Linked DNA regions of Capsicum annuum: region 2 is linked to region 1. Evidence: chromatin contacts called from public Hi-C data. All regions are on one chromosome and are shown on one strand. The core of a region is the stretch at or near the end of the contact, and the rest is flanking DNA. Distances in the headings are between cores, read along the strand shown.

Evidence for each region. A called contact is a pair of places that touch in the nucleus more often than the background predicts.
Region 2: a Hi-C map of placenta shows a contact between it and region 1, with 3 times the contacts expected there. The contact joins two enhancer-like sites. A contact is called at or near these places in 2 of 5 Hi-C or Micro-C datasets (leaf and placenta).

Annotation. Positions count from the first base shown.
Region 1 is chr7:19,686,354-19,693,207 of UCD10Xv1.1, forward strand. No RefSeq gene overlaps it. Among protein-coding and RNA genes, the nearest start is that of LOC124885500, 7.6 kb to the left of the region's middle. Within about 2 kb of position 2,573, at least 1 of the 5 cell types and tissues checked has an H3K27ac peak or open chromatin away from gene starts, as enhancers often do.
Region 2 is chr7:19,757,484-19,763,975 of UCD10Xv1.1, forward strand. No RefSeq gene overlaps it. Among protein-coding and RNA genes, the nearest start is that of LOC107877737, 4.6 kb to the left of the region's middle. Within about 2 kb of position 3,973, at least 1 of the 5 cell types and tissues checked has an H3K27ac peak or open chromatin away from gene starts, as enhancers often do.

The DNA.
Region 1 (6,854 bases), core at 1,323-3,822:
GGCTTGAGGACGATTCCATCAAAAGGGATAATGGTATGTGATTCAGGCATTATGTATTTATCGAGAAAAGAGTTTGATTCTTGTCATTTTCATTGTCAAAGTATAAGTTTGTCATCCCCATTCTTATTTCTTTCATTGAGCAATTTTATATTTTTGATGTAGTTCAATTTTTTTTGATTGTTGTATTTGCAATCCAGTTCTTATTAATAAAGTGAGAAATTTAAATTTGTTATTTTCTCCGTTTAAAAAAGAATGATCTACTTTAACTTGACACAAAGTTTAAGAAAATAAAGAAGACTTTTAAATCTTGTGGCCTTAAATTAAAGTAGTGTCAAATGTACCAAAATGTTATTTAATCTTGTGGTCATAAACATGATATGTGGAAAGTTAAAATTAAAGTATTGCCAAAAAAAAAAAGGAATCATTCTTTTTTAAACAGATAAAAAGAAAAATAGTTTATTCTTTTTGAAATAGAGGAAGTAAAATTTAGATGTACCTTATACCATACTCTACATCCCTCTTTGAATATAATACTAGAAAATTCATACCCATAATCACAACAAAAATAATTATTTATGACACAATCATATCAACTGATTTATTCTTACTTTGCACCGTGATGCCTTAATTGTGATAAAATAATTATTTATGAAACAGTTATTTCAACTGATTTATTCCTACTCTATACCACCGTCTCATAGATTGATAAAGTGAAAATAGAATACAATCATAATAGAAATCTCTTTTTTTTTCCTTGGAACAGGTGTCTTACTCGTTTTATCTTCATGGCTTACGTGAGCAACACCAAATTCGTCAATTTTATATTTTATTCATAGTATCAAAGTACCTCTGAAGGATATAGTGTTCATAACATACAATGAAAGATGAAAAGCAATCTTGAACAAATTTACTTGTGTTTGAAATTTAGTCACATCTAAACGATGAATTTCAAGACAACCCTGATGATAAGAGTTGTAGATCAGATTATTTTACTGTATAAAGATTTGATGTGTATCTACATAGAAGCCTCTCTATAATATATATATATATATATATATATATAAATTATTAAAATATGCAAATAGATGTTAACATGATTGTTATATCTATTTAAATGTTATGAATAAATATTGTATAAAAATAACAAATTATATGAACTTATATAGCAATTGACATTAAAACAAAAGCAAGATTCATTTAAATGATAAAAATAAACGTGATAAATATTACAATATATCTCTTCATAAATGAAATTATTGATGTATGCATACCTTATAAATATCTTTGTAGTAGAGAGACTTTTTCTGATAAACCACCGGCTAACTTATAAAATTAGGATTCAAAAGTTATGCTTTCAGACTCAAGATAATTTTCAATATAACACATGTTTTATCACTGCCTCAAATGGATAGAGAGACCATTCTCAATAGATATCCATAATCTAGATCAGGATAGCATTATTAGATATGGATTAAAAGTAAAAAGATCAAACATATCTTTTAAATTGTTGAATGAGACTGAAGAAACTACTGTGCTTGAAAAATCTAGGCAACAGTGTGGTGGAGGATTTATTAAAATTCCTAACAATAAAACAATTCTTTTCTCTTCTTCAAGAATTTACTGCAATAAAGATATCAATGTTCGTACCCCATATTAAGAAAATATTACGAAAAGAAAATACAACAATGAAGAAAACATGTCATTTAGTAAGAAAAACAATGGATAGTGTTCAGAGAAATAATACATGAAATAATGTGGTAACTAAAACATAATATATAATAGAGGGTAATAGACATCAAAAGCAAGAAAATACATATATAAAGTTAAATTTACGACAGACACAATGCTCTCAAACTCTCGTCAGACTCCCACTAAATCTAAACCTACCAAAAAATAAGTCAAAATATAACCACCTACTAACCTTCTACCCTAATCTATGACCTTCACACCCTCCTATCTAATGCACTTGTATGAAAAATTATAAATTTATGAAAATAAACATACTACGGGCGTGCAACAATATTAAAACTAAATTACACATAAAAACTTCAAATTACAAAATTAAGATTCATAAATAAAAAAGAATTTAACCTTTCATAAATCAAACTCTTCTTAACGACTCAATTGTGATAGTTGGAGTTGGACAGTTAAATCAGCCAAGGATGTGAGAAGAAAAATAAGACTTTGAATCTTAGCAGATAGTTTTGAGAAAAAGACAGCTCAATATGGATACAGGAACAGAATAGTCATTAAAACAAAGCAAAGGTGATTTATCGTAACAAACAAGACTACTAAGGAATTTCTAATTGAGATTTTAAATAAATTTAAGTCTGACTATATTTAACTTAAAGGCATAATTGTGAGGAGAAAAAAACAAAACATCTTATACTGTAATTCCAAGCCTTCAACTTCTTGACAATAAAAATTAATAGAATAGAAAGAGAGTGACCAAACTGATCATGATAAAATCTAATCTTTTAAAATAAACATAGACAAGACATAGACACCCATCAAATATGACATAGAGTTTCTGGTCAACTGTAATATGATAGCAACAACTATTTGTGAGTTTCTGGTCAACTGTAATATGATAGCAATAACTATTTGTACCGTAAATTTATCATTATCCAAAGCACATGTACGTAACACTCCATTGAATAAATTTGATCATTGCAGAGAAAATAAATTTAGTAAAAGAAATTAAATTATCGCTTAAAAGACTTATTGATCAAATTTTGTGTGCACGATAACAATTAAAGCCTGTAGAAAAAAAGAAGGCAATCATTAGAGCTTATTATTATATGTTAAATCTTATAATTATTTACATGATTAAAAATAATGTAAGTAATTAAATTTTAAAACGGGTAAAGATCATATTTTTAATATTACTAATTCAACGGCACGTGCCTAGCACGTGTAGCCTTTGATTATTTAAAATTAGACGATTTTGTCTATTGCAAAGATTTTTAATGAAGTATAAAAAGTTCAGATCACTTCTCAAAGATCCTTCACACTTTAATATAATAATGTAAACATAACATATATTTTATTGTAAGTACATATATATCTTACCACCAGAAGTTTTAAGTGGTTAATGGATCCTCACCTTTGCATTTGTCAATACCTCTTTTTCTTGTTGTTAGAAACTAAGAGAGATGCATCGATTTGAACCATATTTGTACTACGGTTATTTTCTTATATTTAAAATATTTTCTTATTTTTAAAGTTGAATCTTTAGAAAATCTTCAATTATTTACTCAAAACTTTTAAAATTTTGGTACTTTTTACATTGTTCTTATTCTAATGCTTTTATATTTATTTTTAGATTTTTCAAATCTTCTTAAAATCAGTTTTACTTGATTTAGAATTCTTAAACTAATGAAAAAGGTATTAGTTGTCATAAATTTTGATGACTTCTAATAAGGAAAGGTTTTATTACAAATATTTAATTAACTAGTATTAGTACCCGCGTGATGCGCGGTCGATATTAAATGAAATTAATTATAGAAATTATTATCTTATTGATTTTATATAATAAAAAGTTTATTCAATATCATTCACATATTTGAAATTAATAAATTTATGCAATATGAAAAATAACTATTAAAATATTGAACTTAGTATCATTAGTTACGTAAAACTTAAACATTTTTATCGAAAATTAATATCTGCGTGCAAATAATATTATATTGTCATATAATTATTTAAGAATATTAGATAATATTGTGATCTATTCTGATTTATTTTGTAAGAAAATCATATAATTATAAAAGAAAATGCATATTTAACATAATTATTATTAGTTAAGTGACGTACTTCTTAATTTGGTTAAAAAAATAAAGTAGATTTTGTATTTCTTTGCACGATCTTAGTCATAGTATATTTTTTATAAATTTAAAATATTTTTGCCAAGGCAAATATTTTGAGCAAAGTCTCAATAAAAGTCAATTTTTTCTCTCTCATATTTTTTTATTACCATTTTTTTAACAAATAACTTATAACATTATCTAAGGTCCTAACATGTTTGCACGATTTCACAATGTTCACTTATTCTCTTATGATAATGGACCAACAAATATTAATGAATCTTATTGTATATTATTTTTTTGAATAAATGGTTTAGTCCTTCATAGGTTTGAATATTCACTTTTCAACTTTATTTTCGACCAAACCTATCATAATTTCTCAATTTACTCAATTTGAATGAAATTATAAATATTAATCACTATCAAAATCGAATTCCCTCCCATCTTAGAACATTCAACTAATACTTAACCCTTCATGTTCATCAGTACAATAAGATATTAATCTTATTCATCTTTATCCGTTATATTGTACAAAGTAGATCAAAATAATTATTGCACCAAAAGGTCTACAATATTCTAAAATTGGAGTTACAAATATAAAGATAAACATGATTGAATTCATTGCCTGTTTATATCAACTAAAACAAAAAATAAGAAAGTTTGTAGCATAATGTTTATAAATAACAAATGATAAATGACCTTTACTTTCACATTAGTACAATATGCTACGTAAAAGTACAATAATATTTGCAGTAAAAATTTAAATATAATGAATTTGAAAAAATCAATATTCATAAGTATTTGATTTATTCAATTTGAGCATTGTCCATTGAGCATCAGCCACAAGATACTCACCCAAATCTTAATCTTCGAGATATAGCTTTTGAGATAGTAATTCTAGTGTTGGGTAAATTTCATAGATAGTTATAGAACTATCAGTTTTTTACTAAGGTCACTTAACTATCATTCTTAATTCAATATCAACAAAACTTTTATACACTATTAAAATCACATAATTTAATTTATAAATTAATTGTTAATCATAACATATAAAAATATAGTATAGACAAATCAAGTATTAATCTTAATATATAAAAATATAATGGATTAATAATTTAGTATCATAGTTTATTAATTTTTGAAGTCATATTATTATCTCACTGAAATTTAAAGCAACAATATTTGCAATGCAAGAAAATCAACCATCTAATATCAATATTAGTTTCTTCATATTTAATGTATAACTTGTAAATTTTTGTGTTATTGCTAAAATTCTCATTTCACATTTTGACCAAGATAATTTTTATAAGTCCTTAAAAATGCATGATCACTAACTTAAATCTTCAAAGAGTACAAATTATATTTTTTTATAAAACATAAAGTACATGAATACTGGCTCATAAAATTTTCACCAAACATGTAGAAAATAAAATGAATATGCAACATAACCTGTATATTTAGTTGACTTGATAAATCAAGAAAAATCTATTTTAAAGCAATACTCAAAGTAAATTGAGATTCTAGAGATTATCAGGACAAGATAAGTTGTGGCAGAAATCACTTGCATAATTCATCTTCTCTAACATGTTATGGCAAGAATTAATTATCTTTTATTGAGTATAGCCTTCTTATATAGTGGTAAATTGTTATGGCATTAGAACTTCTAGATTAATTGCAGTTGATACAATATTCTTTTTCATATATATTTATGTGTGTGTGTGTATATATATATACACACATACATAATTGTTAATTGATTATACATTTTCTATTATATTTCTCAATCAATTTTTTCATGCTTCCTTAATTGACTTACATTGAATAAAATCATAAATACTTTTTATCATATAAATATTCATTTTATGGTAATACTTCAATTGCATTTATTCTAATTTACCAGTAAATCACACCTACATTTTATCATATAAAAATTATTATAAATTTTTATTGATATTTTTAATATTAAGAAATATTTATTCCTAATTCATTTTATTGATCTGCATTTTAAATTTTTATACAAGATAATTTAATTTTTTTAAATTAATTTTTTTCATCAAAACGAAGCATCTTTTTCAAATTTAATTATTTTAAAATCCAAAATTATTCGTACAAACACATATAAGGTTATATAATTGGTCAATTAAAGAATAACTTTGTAAGGCAAAATTTCATTTGACTTGGAATATTAATTAGGACTATGTAATTTTAATAGTTATTTTCGATAAACATTATGCAATCTTTTCTGTGTAGTAATATTCATTTTAAAAAAATTTCAATATTTATTTATTTTCAGTCTATCCTCCTTTTAAATCAAGACTATCATTCATTCATTCCCTAATATAGAATGATAGTGTAATTACTCATTGATAGTTATTCTTAGTTATGAAATTCCTTTCATTAAATATGAATGCATATTGTTTTAAGGGAAAGTTAACTAAATAAATTTATTAGATTGTTTATTACAAGTTATAGCAAAACTTTTTAGTTTTCAAGTTATAGCAACTTTCATTTAAAAAAAGTAGTTAAAAATAATTTTTTTATTTTTATAAAAATACAAAAAAGTAATTACTGAAAAGAAAAATAAAGATTTAATACAACTATATACAATATTTCTTCCTTAAATGTAGTTAACCTTAATTATTGATATCAATCCACCCCCAAATTCCTCTAACCATTTTTCTTTTCTCCTATTTTAATGCCTCCATTAAGAGTTTCCATCTTCATACACTATGTTCTTTTCCTACACGATTTAGTTGTTCCAGTAAATCAAATACGTAAGTTTTGTTTCTTTTCTCCTATTCTGCTCATTTGATGGTATTGATTTTGGTTGTCAGTTGATGACATGAGTGTTTAGTTTGAGAGTATTGTCTGTGTTCTTTAGCCGAATGATATTAATATTACCAGACAATCTCATCATTCACCCCATTACATAATTCAAGTAGTGTTGAATCCCATACACAGCGAAGCTAATTATACTGGTGGCTCAGCCTTATTTTACTGTTTTGGGTTGAATCTTTATTGTCTTTAGATGAATTCGTCATTGCTACT
Region 2 (6,492 bases), core at 2,723-5,222, 73 kb after region 1:
AATATTATATTATTACGTTAAGGATTTTAGTCTAATGTAAAACTTTTTATGTAAAATTACTCGACCTTAGGGTTTTAGAAATAAATGTTCTTTGCACTTTGACAAATTGTAACGTGACTCGACTATTTTTGTGGCCTAAAGTCAAATTTTGATAAGAAAATCTTAAATTATTTTAAAATAAATTATTTAACAATTAAAAAATAAATTTTAAAGGATTAAGAAACGAGGCACCTTAAATTTTGTAGTTTTTATAAATTTATTTTCAAGGTTTATATTTTACAGGTTAATAGTATTTTTGTCTCTTAATATTTTATCGAATAACTAATAAAGTTATTGTTATGTGATCAGGAGATCATGGGTTAAAGCAGGTTGATAACTAGTAAAGTTGTTGTCGTGTGATCAAGAGATAATGAGTTAAAGCTGTGGAAACAGTTTCTTACAAAAATGTAAGGTGAGGTTGCGTACAATAGACCTTTGTGATCCGATCATTCCCCAAACCTCGCACATAATAGAAGTTTCAAGCACCAAACTGCCATTTTTAATATTTTTATCGAGGAACGAAAAAAAAAACAAAATTAACTCACTTTAATTTATTTATTTCTATTAAAATTATATCAACTAAATTCTATGTAAACAATAAATATAAAGAAAAGATACAATAAGGACTAGCCACTAAAGGTAAATCAAATTTAGGTGTGGTCGTTTGATTAAAATAAGTTTGAAAAATTTATGTAAAAATATAATGTTGAGATCGAAACAACAAAGTGTTGTAGGTTAACAAAGCAAATTTTGAATATCGATTAAAATAAAATACTATAACGTGGGCTATTAATTAACCTATATTCATGCAATAGGAAATGAGCAATCTACTAATATATTAAAAAAAATTATCATTAAAATATCTTTTCTTCTAAATAAAACTTTCTAACCTCAATACGAGATTATTGATGCTATTGCGTCATTATATAAGAAAAAAAATTGTAAAAAAAAAATTATCTTAAAAAATATTATAATGATAAATAAATCAGAACAAATCTTAATACTATATAAATCATTGCATTAAATATAAAATAAAATTTATTTTTAGATATAAGAATATGTTAGTAGTATTATTTTCTTAACAAACTAAAAATAATATATTTACATTTTCAATTAATTAATGAGAAAATGACAGAAACGACACTTCAAATTAAATTATTTCCATGAAAATGACCATAGAATTTAAATTTCACTTTCTAACCATTTCAGTTTACTGACTTGTTTCATACCGTTTCTACACAGCTTCTATACAGTTTCTATACAAATCTTATACATATAAATATTCTATAAGAAAATTATACAATTTTGATACACAATTTATATAATAACTGTACTTTTTTTTTACATGTTTTATAAAACAATTATATAATTTTCATACACTTTCTATATATTTTTTATATATATTTTATGCATATACATATTTGATAGAACTATGCAATTTTTATACATATATCTTATATAAATACATATTCTATTTAACAATTATATCGTTTTTATGTAATTTAATTATTATTTCTAAACAATGAAAAAAAAAGTAGAATATTTGATCAGTTAAAAAATTTATAGCAAACAAAATTGAAATATTTTTAAAAGGATCAAATTGCCCAAGTTGAATATTGTATCAGTATTGTATATAGACTGTATATGGACTACGTAGGCCAAAATGACCCAAATTAGAAAATGACTATAAAGCAGAAATAGTATATCTGACTAACCATTTTTTGAAAAATTTTCAAACTTGAGCTATTTATTTTGAAAAGTGCTATAGAGTTCTTTTCCCATTAATTTTTTAGCTTCACTAAGCCCAGTAAAAAAGATTTTTAAAAATAAAAGTGGCAGTAAAATTCTCCCATTTAACTAATCCAAAAGTTGTCAGAATACGGAAAGCGTACGCTAAATGTAAATTTTTTTTTATTATACTACTTTCATCATCTCAAAATACTTGTGTTTAGTTTTTCGACAGAAATCTCATTAATTTTTCATGTTAAATTGAATTAATTAATCTATTATTATAATTAAAATTTAGATATTCAAACAAGATGAAAAATAGTATGAGTTGAAATTCTTTTATATCAATTTTAGTGAAACAATAATTAATTTCATATTTTAAAATTATACTCATTCATCCTAATTTACATAATATTCTTTTCATTTTTGTTCGTCTTAAAAAGAATAGCACTTTGCAATAAATAAAAACAATTTATCTTTAAACTTGCCTTTTAATCTTAATTAATAAAATAATTTACAACCATACAAATATCTAAAAATTATTTTAGACCTCAAATTTTAATAGACTTTTTTCTTCTTCTTAAATTTGTGTCATTTCAAATGTTGCCGCATAAAATTAGACAGGGGAGTATTTTAGATTCTCAAAAAATAATATGAAGTGTAGCAACCGTATATTCACAGTGAAATCTCACAAGTCAGGTCTGCAGAGAATATAGAGTGTATGCAGACATTATTACTATCTCGTGCAAATTGAGAAGTTATTTTCAAAAAATCCTCAACTCAATGTAACAAAATATAAAGAGTAAAATAAAACTGAAATTCTTTTTATATTAATTTGATGAAAAAATAATATAATCAAGATTTATCTAATTTGACTTTCAAAAAAATTAAAAAGTATATATGGAGAGGGAGAGTGGGACCCAAAAGTTTGAGATGTAGTAAAAACTAGTTGTACACGGCTGATCATAGAAAGACAAATTTAGAATCCGAAACTAAAATATACCCTACAACTAAAAAAAGAATCAAAGTATGTTAAATAAAAAAAAAATATCAAAATAGGCTTTGTGCACTTAATAAATGCACAATGCCTTTAAATTTATAACGGCAGTAGTCTGACGGCGTTAAAAAAATGAGAATTCACATTGTGCACTTATTAAGTGCACAATCCATTTTTTTTATGGATTGTGCACTTAATAAGTGCACAATCCATTTTTAATAAACTGTGCACTTATTAAGTGCACAATCCATTTTTTAATGAATTGTGCATTTAATAAGTGCACAATCAAAAAAAAAAAAAATGGATTGTGCTTCATTACCCCTATTAAGATATAAATATTATTTTCGGAAGATATAAGCTCTGGAAATTTATTAGAATTTCGAGAAGAAAAAAGAAAGATTATAAGGATAACTAATTTTATCTTAAAAAAACACTTTCTGGATCTACTCTAATCTATTCACAATAGGTTAGTCCTTGAATTTTCGCCACGTACATTATTGTTACGTTGTTTTATTACGGAAAAAATATATTTGGCTTGTCTATACTTTATCTAAGATGACCAGAGTTTGTTTTAATGATAATGATAATGAATTTTTGGTGAACTCAGGGTGCATTCAAGAAAATATTTTTCAAAATAATATGTAAGTTTTTGATTAAAAGAAAAAAAGTTTTTGATTAAAAGGAAAAAATGAATTTGATCTCTTAATGTTTGTTGTGATTCTTTAATTAATCCAAACTCGACGTTAAGTGCAATTTCATTATAAAACTTGAACCGAAAAAATTAAACCAGATAAAACGAAATAGAACAAAATAAGTGCACAATGTGAATTAATAAGTAAACAATCCAAAAAAAATGAATTGTGCACTTAAAAAGTGCACAATATTAATTAATAAGTGCACTTTCTAAGTGTACAATTCACAAAAAAATGGATGATAAAAAAATGGATTGTGCACTTATTAAATGCATAATGTGAATTCTCACTTTTTTAACGTCGTCAGACGGCTGTCGTTACAAATTTAAAGGCATTATGCATTTATTAAGGTCACAACGTCTATTTTGATGTTTGTTTTTATATGACATACTTTAATTCTATTTTTAGTTGTAGGGTATATTTTTATTCCGGGTTCACAAATTCACAACTTACATGTGCACTTTAGTGAAACTACTGACTACATTGTACGAGCATGTACCTTCTAATAATCAATCTTGTGTTTTAAAACAAAAAGAAGAGTGGGGTGGGGTGGGGTGTCGGCGGGGGGGAGAGGACACTGTTTTCTTGATTTGGTAATTAAAATTTGAGTTATATAATGGTGGTCTTGCTATTTTTAGGATTTTTAACATTTCATGGATATGATGATTGTGCTTTCATATGGACACTTCAAATAAAATATTAGAAAAATGTCAATATGGGTTTAAGCCTTTTCTTTTTATTTGTATTATTATTTAAAAAAATTATACTTATATTACAACTTAATTTATTATAACTATTAGAATTTCAATGCTTTTATATAATTATATAAATATCTGATCTTACTTAAAAGTAAGGATACATCACTAAAGAATGTGATGATTTATGAAAAATTAAATGATGTATTTAAAAAAATGTAATATATTCATAAAATTAAATGATATATTCGAAAGAATATAATGTATCCGTATAAAATTAAATAATATATCTGTGTAGACTAAATAATTTATTTTTTATGATTTTGAAAAAAGCTAAAAGAGTAATTAGCTCCAAAAGGATTAAAATTTATGTAGTTTTTACTTATTTTTTTTATGGGTGATAAAATTGATCTTGACTTATCTAACTCATTTAATCATTCAATTTTTAATAGGTTATACGGCTTTATACACAACTTAACCTATCAAAATCAGTGGTCCAAGTAGAATCACTGTGTATCTAATTTTGATTCATGAAAATGTTTAATCATAAATCAAGAAAGTGTAATTCAAATTTTTTGTACCACCTACTTTGTCTTGAGTCTTGATGTGGAATAATAGTGTAGTTAAATCTATTTATGTTATAAGTTTCTGTTATATAAATCGATAACTAAACATAAGTTTGCAATTGTAAAAGTGATGAATTAAATTGGATAAGTTGGGCTATGACTTATAGTTTAGCTCATCTTCACTTAACTCAGTTTTCCTAATATAAATTTCAAATAGGATTAAACAATAATTTCTTTATTGATTCACTTTATTTTAATTAGTCTACATTTTACTCAACTTATCTATTCCCCTAATAGTGGTATCTAGAAAATTAGAAATTCACTAAAATGATAGGAACAGTAGGCATTTGGAGGAGTATTTGAGTTGAAGTTGAACCAAAAATTATTTTAAATTGAAATTAATCAAATATTAATGAATTGAAATTGTGTTTAAAAATTGATTAGCTAATAATTAATAGGGTAAAAAAATTCTTGAGACATAGAGAACAAAAATCAGCATCTTTTTAATAAAGGAATATTATAAAAAAAAAATTAAGACACTTACATGATTAAATATTCAAGTATTCTTTATGCGTGGTGGGCAATTGTATTATTCCTTTTTAAACTTAAGCAAACCTAAGGAGAGATCTGAACCAATAATTGAGCAACAAACAAATAAAAAATAGTCCTGGTTACATGAATCACAAGTTTTTATTTTTTATTTTTTCAATTAGTGTGTATCGTTTGATATTTGAATTGAAATTTGATTAAATTTAAATTTACATCGAAAAATTTCACTTTGTGGAATAATGCATTCTCTAACGAAAATGACTTCATTTTCAACTAAAACTCAAACTAGAATATTTGATTAAATTTGAAGAAATTATATTTATCACTTCAATCGTGAACCACAAGTTATTTATTTATTTGATTTTATATGAATGTATTTGATGATTAAGATTATTTTGAGGTTACTTCTTTAATCAAATGAGAAGTTAAGATATCCACCGTCAAAAAGTTGTTAATTTATTTAGTATAAGATAAATAGACGACCCCATTGAAACATTAAACAAATGATTTAACATAAATTAAAAGCACACACTAATTTTGACTTTACCTTTATGATTTTTCTTCATTTCATTTTTGAATGGTTTCTTTGTGGCATTGACAACATAAATGTCTCTGTCTATTGTTTCTTCTCAAAAAAAATAAAAAAATAAAAGAGCATATTATTTGTGTTTTTTACCATACCAATAACATACTTCTTCCATTTTAAAATAATAGTCATGTTTCACCTTTTTCAAAATTAATTTAATTAATTTTTAAAGCTATTTTAGGTCGAATTATTTTTGATATTTTAAAATTAAAAGTTAAATATTTAAAACCTATACAAGAAGTACTATAATTATAATTTTTCTCATATCTATACAGTGTATAAGTACATTTCAAAATATTCGTCTAAGTTCATATTATTTGAGGACTCTCAAAAAAGAAATTGCGATAAATATTGTGGAATGGAGGATGTATCTTTTAAAATCTCATAAGTGAGATCTCGAAAAGATAATATATAGTATGTATACAAATCTTACTCTTCTATTGTGGGATAAAAAAGTTAATACTATGTGTATTTTTTAAATTTTGAAAAGGTGTTTTAGTTTCGAGATGTTAAAAGGACCCTAGTATACCTTTTACTAATTAGTTGTCAACATTGAATTTTATTCTATCTAGAAGTTAGCATCATTTCCTCATGTTGTGACTTGTTACTAGCTATGCTTTTCAAACTTAATCTTGAAGTT